2 separate regions of the Mus musculus genome follow, and region 2 is linked to region 1. The links are chromatin contacts, called in public HiChIP or PLAC-seq maps. All regions are on one chromosome and are shown on one strand. Each heading gives the region's core, a stretch centred on a gene start, on an enhancer-like site or on the middle of the called end of the contact. The rest is flanking DNA. Distances are from core to core; before and after follow the strand shown.

Evidence for each region. HiChIP or PLAC-seq counts read pairs in DNA pulled down with a chosen protein or histone mark.
Region 2: a contact with region 1 is called in an H3K4me3 HiChIP or PLAC-seq map of bone marrow-derived macrophages, with 8 times the contacts expected there. The contact joins two enhancer-like sites. A contact is called at or near these places in 1 of 115 datasets of contacts at active chromatin or transcription factors (bone marrow-derived macrophages) and 1 of 9 other capture datasets (embryonic stem cells).

The regions. Positions count from the first base shown.
Region 1 is chr1:36,579,093-36,582,482 of GRCm38.p6, reverse strand. All of the region lies in intron 12 of Fam178b (family with sequence similarity 178, member B), which reads left to right. Among named protein-coding and RNA genes, the nearest start is that of Sema4c, 22 kb to the right of the region's middle. Within about 2 kb of position 1,597, at least 205 of the 459 cell types and tissues checked have an H3K27ac peak or open chromatin away from gene starts, as enhancers often do. A contact at or near this core is called in bone marrow-derived macrophages, where this site is marked.
Region 2 is chr1:37,355,427-37,358,816 of GRCm38.p6, reverse strand. Inpp4a (inositol polyphosphate-4-phosphatase, type I) reads right to left here. Exons shown (of 26, transcript NM_030266.4): 2 at 1,413-1,474; 3 at 793-1,002; 4 at 265-309. The coding sequence starts at 898. Among named protein-coding and RNA genes, the nearest start is that of 4930439A04Rik, 23 kb to the right of the region's middle. Within about 2 kb of position 1,481, at least 19 of the 459 cell types and tissues checked have an H3K27ac peak or open chromatin away from gene starts, as enhancers often do. A contact at or near this core is called in bone marrow-derived macrophages, where this site is marked.

The DNA.
Region 1 (3,390 bases), core at 348-2,847:
TAGGAAGCAAGGTTTCCTTTGGGTGGGTGAGCGGGGGTCACTTCCAGCAAAGGAAACAGCGATTACAAAGGCTCCGAGGTCAGGAAGGGACGGTTAGGTTGGAAGGAAAGCAAAGAGTAGGGATGAGGGTGGCTAACAGAGGCTTGCTCAGATGGGGAGTGACAGCCAGAGCCCAAGGAGAGAGGACAACTACTGATTGTCAGCAGCTTCACAACTGAACTGGCTCGCTGCTGTGTGAAGACCACACTGTCGGGAGGGGGAGCCTATCATTCTATGGGCAGCTGGCCTCAGGGATAGCAGCAGAGTAGTGCCCAGATGCCAAGGCACTTCCTAAGGGCAGCCAGCAGGGCTAGGGGAGGTAGGTGGGAGTCCCCCAGACTAGAGACAGGTTCTCCCCAGCCCAGCCGGGCACAGTGCAGGTGGAACAGGTTTGGGAGGAAACCAGGAGTTTGTTTCTTATACCAGCCTCTTGCAACACAGAAACAAGGCAAACCATTTGTTAAAATAAGTATTGTGTGTGCATGGAGGTCAGAGGACAGCATGCAGGAGGCCACGCTGGTCTCCTTCCACGTGCTGCATGCAGGGATCGAACTCAAGTTACTCAGGCTTGGCAGCAAGCACCTCTACCCTCTGAGCTGTCGTGTTTGGAGACTTGCTATGAAGCCATTTGCTCTTGAATTTGAGATCCTCCTGCATCTGCTTCATAAGTGCGTGCCACCATGGCTGGCAACAAACTACTTTGGTCAAATGTTTTGTTTTGTTTTGTTTTAATTTTGAGATAGAGTTTCTCTATGTAATCCTAGCTGTCCTGGAACTTGCTGTGTAGACCTCAAACTCAAAGGTCTGCCCGCCCTCCTTCTGTCTTCCAAGTGCTGGAATTAGAGGCACGTGCCACCACATCCAGCCCCAAACCATGTCTTGAAATTTGGAAAACAAGGGCTTTGAATGGGATACAAAAGTTTGAATCTCCTAGGAAACGGTTAATTAATGTCCTAACCTGCTATTTAGCCATTCACTTGTCTAATGAATACTTAATAAGCATCGGCCATGTGCCAGGCATGGTGCTTGGCCCCGTGGACACTGCAGGAGAAGCCAATGCTGACAGTCCTGACCTCATAGCCAGGGAGGGCCTGATAAGACACTAAGCACATGAATTCTATGCCTGGTGGAGAGTAAGTGGTGCTATAGAAAAAAAAAAAAAACAACAACAACAACAAAACTGCAGGACAGGGGACAGCAGGGGCATAAGCGCAGGTGGTGTAGGCTGTGGGTTAGATGTGACAGTGGACTAGGACCAAGGAGGGGGCAGTCCTGCACTGTCAGTATCTGCACTGAAGCCAGATAAGGGCTCAGGCTCCAGAGAGTAACAGCAGGTCACTTTGGACCTCCTAGTGCCTCACAGCCACCTCTCCTGTGCAAATTGGAGCTACTGCCAGGATTTGAGAGCAAGAGCCACATGCTGTTGTAGACAATTGCTTTGCCAGGATCTCTTCTGCCTCTTCCTGCCAGGAGGAAGGCCAGTGGAGGCCTGTCCTGGGAGATGTTCACGGCTTCCCCTGCCTGAGGTGTCTGCCCTAATGGGCTGAGCGTTTGCTGAGTCGGCACTCTACAGTGGCGGTGGGGGTGGGGTGGAGACAAGGTTGGTCTGGTCCTGACCCTCCCTCTACAGGACTTTTAGGGACCAGAAAATCCCTAATCCCTGAGAGAGGGTGGTACGTGGGGGCGGAGCGATTCGGGAAACAAAAGCGAATCTGAGACCAGATTGCAAGAGTGCACCGAAGCACCACCAAGCTGCTTTCCTGGAGCGAGAAGAAAAACACAACCCTGAGCAAGTGCTCGGCCTGCTCTCCGTGCCAGCCCTGCCCCCAACTGCCTAGAGCAGGGAGGGTCCTAGCTCTGATAAAGCAGGCCTTCAGTCACTCTGGGGGTGTGGATTTGGAAGCAGGGCGGGGCAGCTCTGTGCTTGCACAGCTGTGAGCCTCCAGCGTGCTAAAGACCAGGGCTGTTTTGAAAATTATCCCCAGACTTAGAAGGCGGGCGCAAGGCAATGCTGCTTCCAGTGCAGCTTCAGATGGAAGCTATATCTGCCTAGACCTTCCCCTCTTTTTTTGCTGCCTCCTTTCTGCTTTGCAGAGAAGGCCTGGCCTCCTTCCAGGAGCCAAAGCCAGCCTGACTCCTAGCCCCTCACCTGCCTCCTCCCTGCCCAGCTGTTCTCCGGGGCTTCCAAGGTTGGAGGGCAGCTGCAGTGCAGAGCAGGTGCTGGCGGTGAGTCACAGGAGGAAGCCAGGTGCGCTGTGCCACCCCACCCGGCTGGGCAAGCCAGGAGTTGGGCTGGGGGCTCAGCTCTCTGGCCTGTAGCCACACTGCACCTGCTGGATCTAAGCAGTCTGTCCTCTTGCTACCCTGTTGTTGCTCCTTCATCCGCATCCTCCCCCTCCCCCAGTCCATGGGTTGCACATGGATGCCTTAGAGGGATGAGGACTGGGGCCTGCCTGCCTCTACCCAGCCGTGGCCCAGCATCTGGGCAGCCCTTGTTGGGACCCTGTCTAGACTTCCCAAACCCATGTTTGGGGTGACTAGAGGGAGGGGCTAGCTGCTGGTTCACTAGAAGGGGTTGGGCTGTGTCTTCAAAGCTAAGCAGGAGGTGGGGTGCTTGATAGATTCACACATGACCATATCCCCATGTAGACATTATGGGGAGTCTCCATCTAAACAGACCAACTGAGAGGGTGTTTCCAAGACTGAGAATATAGATGATGGATGAGAGTGAATTATTGGTCATTTTGTTAGACAAGAAAATAGTACAGTGTTTTAGGAAATGAAACAGAGAGCTGGGCCAGGCACACATCCCTGGCACTCAGAAGGCTGAGGTGGAAAGATGGCTGGACATTTGAGGCCAGCCTAGTGTACGTAGGAAGTACCAGGCCAGCCAGGAACCATGGCAGGCAGGTCCCTATCTATAAATAAAAATAAAATGTGCTAGTGAAATGGCTGTCACTCTAGAGGCATTTGCCGCCAAGCTTGATGAACTGAGTTCAATCCCCAGGATATAATAATAATAAGTTAAAAGCGATGGTAGGCCTGGTGGTATGAACTTCCTAATCCCAGCAGTCGGGAGGCAGACCTGGGTGGGTCACAAAGATTAGGCCAGCTTGGAATACAGAGGAGACCTTGTTTCAAACCCACAGTGCTGTTGGTATTGGTGGATATTGTTGTATTGTGGGAGACTCTCCTGTTCTAAGTTCCTTATAGCTTAGAAGACAATAGTAGGAATTCCCGGGAGGGAAGAGTGAGGTACGGTTGAAGAGGACTTGGGGACAGGCAGGCAGAGAAGTTGTGGTCATGGCTCACAGGATGGACATACATAGCTGAGGACACATGGATTGAACA
Region 2 (3,390 bases), core at 232-2,731, 780 kb before region 1:
CACACAGCCTTCCAAACGCTCCATTCTTGGCATGGACATTTGCCTCCATAAAAAGATTGGTACCCACGTGTGGACTGCAACTTTATTCACAACAGTCCCCCTGAACACAGCTCCAATCTCCATCACGGGCAGCTCAGTCACCCTGGAGTAGTCGGTTATGAGAAGCAGCCTCTGAGACACTGCATCTCCTCAGAAGCAGCAGTGGAGGTGACGGCAGGCTCTTAGAGACAGACTAGCAGTAACAATCAAGAGAGAAGTACTTACCTAAGCTGAATTCTAAAATGGGCTCATCTGGATCTTGGATATTTCCTGGTAGAAGAGAAATGACAGGAAAAGTCACCCAAAATAAATCTTCCACAGAATTTAGGTTGTATTTGTTTTGTACAAAAATAGAAACAAGAAATCCTAGTTCCTATAGGCCACCCAAAAATATTATAGTAGATGGTTTATAAACTTTGAAACAGTTTAGAGATTCTGAAAAACAAAAACAAAAACAAAACAAAACAAAACAAAACCAAAAAAGCCTCAGACCTCTTTTCATTCTGCCTATGGAAGGCAGCCCAGGGTGCCCACTGGAGCTAGAAAACACATGCTCTTCAGTTTCACCAGACCAGTTCCCAGTTTCAGGAGCATTAGCTATTGCGAGTCCTACTTCAACCAAGAGTCCACACCCGGACACCCTCTTTTAAAGGCTTGGTTGCCCTCCCCTGGCCCTTCCAACATAGCTTCAGCACAGAGCCTGCATGTGTCATGTTCATGACCAGATGTCTAGTGTAGGCGTGGGAGGCTCACCTGCCAAAGAGAGGCCAACCATGTCGGCTGCCACGTCAATGGTGGAAGCCCGCTGCATCGCACGGGCCCTGGCACCATGGCGAGGGCTGTGCTCTCTTGCTGTCATGATGTCATTGGTGAGGGTATGCTTCTTGTTCCTGGGTCACACCTCACCTGATTCCTCAAAGCAGAGCCGTCTCCAGGCCCTGGACTCCTACGATGGCAGTAGCCCTGAGACAAGGGAGCAAACACTGATGAGAGTCAAGGTGATGATGGAGAGACTGTGCCTATGGGAAGAGAGCAGGACCTGACCCTGGCAAGATGTTGAGAGCAGTGTCTTGTGACGGGGTGGAATTGAGCTAGGATGTCTGACACCTCCTCCTGTCTTCCTCCTCCCTGCCCTCTGCATGGTGTACCCGAGGATGCTCTTCTACCAAAACAGGCTGCATTACAGACTGCCTAAATGTAGCTGTAGAGTAATGTGTTTATGAGTTTCTTACTGCTCTCTAGCACTCTTCTACTGGCAAGTCTCACAGAATCTTCAATCTTCTATCAAGTCCCACAGCATAACCTCTGCTGGAAGGACAGAGACTATGTGAAGAGCCAGGCTACTGCTCAAGTCAGTCTGACAAGTGACTTACCATACATGCTTGCTTTTGGACCACGTGGCATTGCGTCACAGAAGGACATCCAGATCCATCATCTAGAAACAGAAAAGCACAACTTGATGAGCTCACAAAATATCAAGTTCCCCAGAGCAGGGACTTCCCTCTAGCTTCTCAGAAGCTCAAAGGAACGAGAGAGGAAAATGCACATTCCCGTCCACACCAAGGGTTATCTTTCAGGGAGCACGGGCCTGCCCGCAAGATACAAGAGGGAATGTGGTTTGGAGGAAATGAGGAGAGCTGGGTCCTGGCTTGCCACTCACACGGAACAGACCCCAGGAGGGGCTGCAGTGCAGCTCTGAGGCTCTGCTCTCTGCTGTCTAAAAGGCTAGCTGCACTGTCTCACAGAAGCACACTGAGAGCCAAAAACCATTAGGGGAGAGGGCTCCATATGCTCCACTGGGCTCCCACTTGCCATCACTACATGGTGAGCAGGTTCCTCCCTGCAAAATGGAACTTAGACTCAGGCCAGGGAATCATGAGCCATTAAGGCAGGTCTCAGGGCCCAGCTCACAAACCTGGTGAGAATGAGCAGGAGAGCACAGTAAGGCAATGCACTCAGACCCTGACTCATGTCCTTCTACAGGCTGTGCTCCTAACCTTCCTACTGGGGTAAACCAAAGATCTCTGACCTATGAGCCTCAGCCACCAGGGCTATGGACTGGTTGGAGAGCCACTTTGGAAATTGCTAAAAGGGAGAAGTCACTCACTACTGTAATCCAAAGAATTTGCAAGTTAAATGCTGAAACTTAGAAAGCACCAAGACTACCTCAATGGCTGGTCTTTGTCTAGCTCATGTTGGTCTATGGACAAGTCTGTGGCAGATGGTCCTGCCGGCTAACTGACCCAGCCCACTGTGGGTAGTGCCATCTCTCCCACCTCCCACTGGCTGGCCCTGAGCTGCTTACATATGAAGACAGCTGCCTGAGAAAGCAGTCACTGAGCATGGACGCACACGTTTCTCTCTGCTCTTGCCTGTTGGTGTGATGCAGTCAGCAGACTGCCTGAGCTCCTGCTTTGACCATCCCCACTCCAACCTACATTGTGATGACTTTTATACTGGAAGCCAACAAAACCCTTTCTTCTCTAAGGTGCTTCTTTTCAGTGTGTGTGTTATGGTGACAGACACAAAACTAGGACAACTCCTGAAATCCCACAGTGATAGATGGGTGCAGTAGCAGTGGACCAAACTCATGGGTGATGCAAGCATCAAGGGAAGGAAGTCATGAAACAGGAGTATATTTATGGTATTTTATAAACCCATCAAACTCAAGCAAAGTAACACTAACTCTACCTGTTCCACCTACCCATCTGTCCTTCCAAATTATATGCTACTGGAAGACCTGGGCCCTCTATACTATGGATAACATTCCAGAGTGATACAACAATTTCAGAATACAATTTATATTACATTTTATAAACAAAAATATTCTTGCCGAGCATTCCAAACATGGAAAAGACTCATGCAACAAAAATGCTTATTGTAAATAATGAAGACTAGAATTGATCTAAGTGTCCAGTTACAGTACGTTCTGGAACATCATGAGACACGAAAATCATTCTAAAATACCCAAAAGTCATGCACAATATGAACTGAAGCTATGAGGCCTAAAACCACCACTTAAACAGCCTCAGTGATAAAGAGAGAGCTCCGAGAGCTGGCAAGGGTGCAGGACAACTGGAACAGCTCTGCTGGACTGGAGAAGGAATGGTGTAGCTACTCTGGACAGCTGAAGTCACTATCCAAACAGCACATGTGACTAGCCAGTGAGCCAGCTGGAACATGGGATACAATTTGGGGCACAACACAGGATACAGAAAGGCACATTTATATATGTATACACCATGGAGACTTTTTAGAGCAGTGACATTAAGAGTAGTTTATCATCTGTAAAATGTACAGAGCAAAACAGATTAATCACTGGGAAAGCCAACCACACAGAGGCCAACTGGG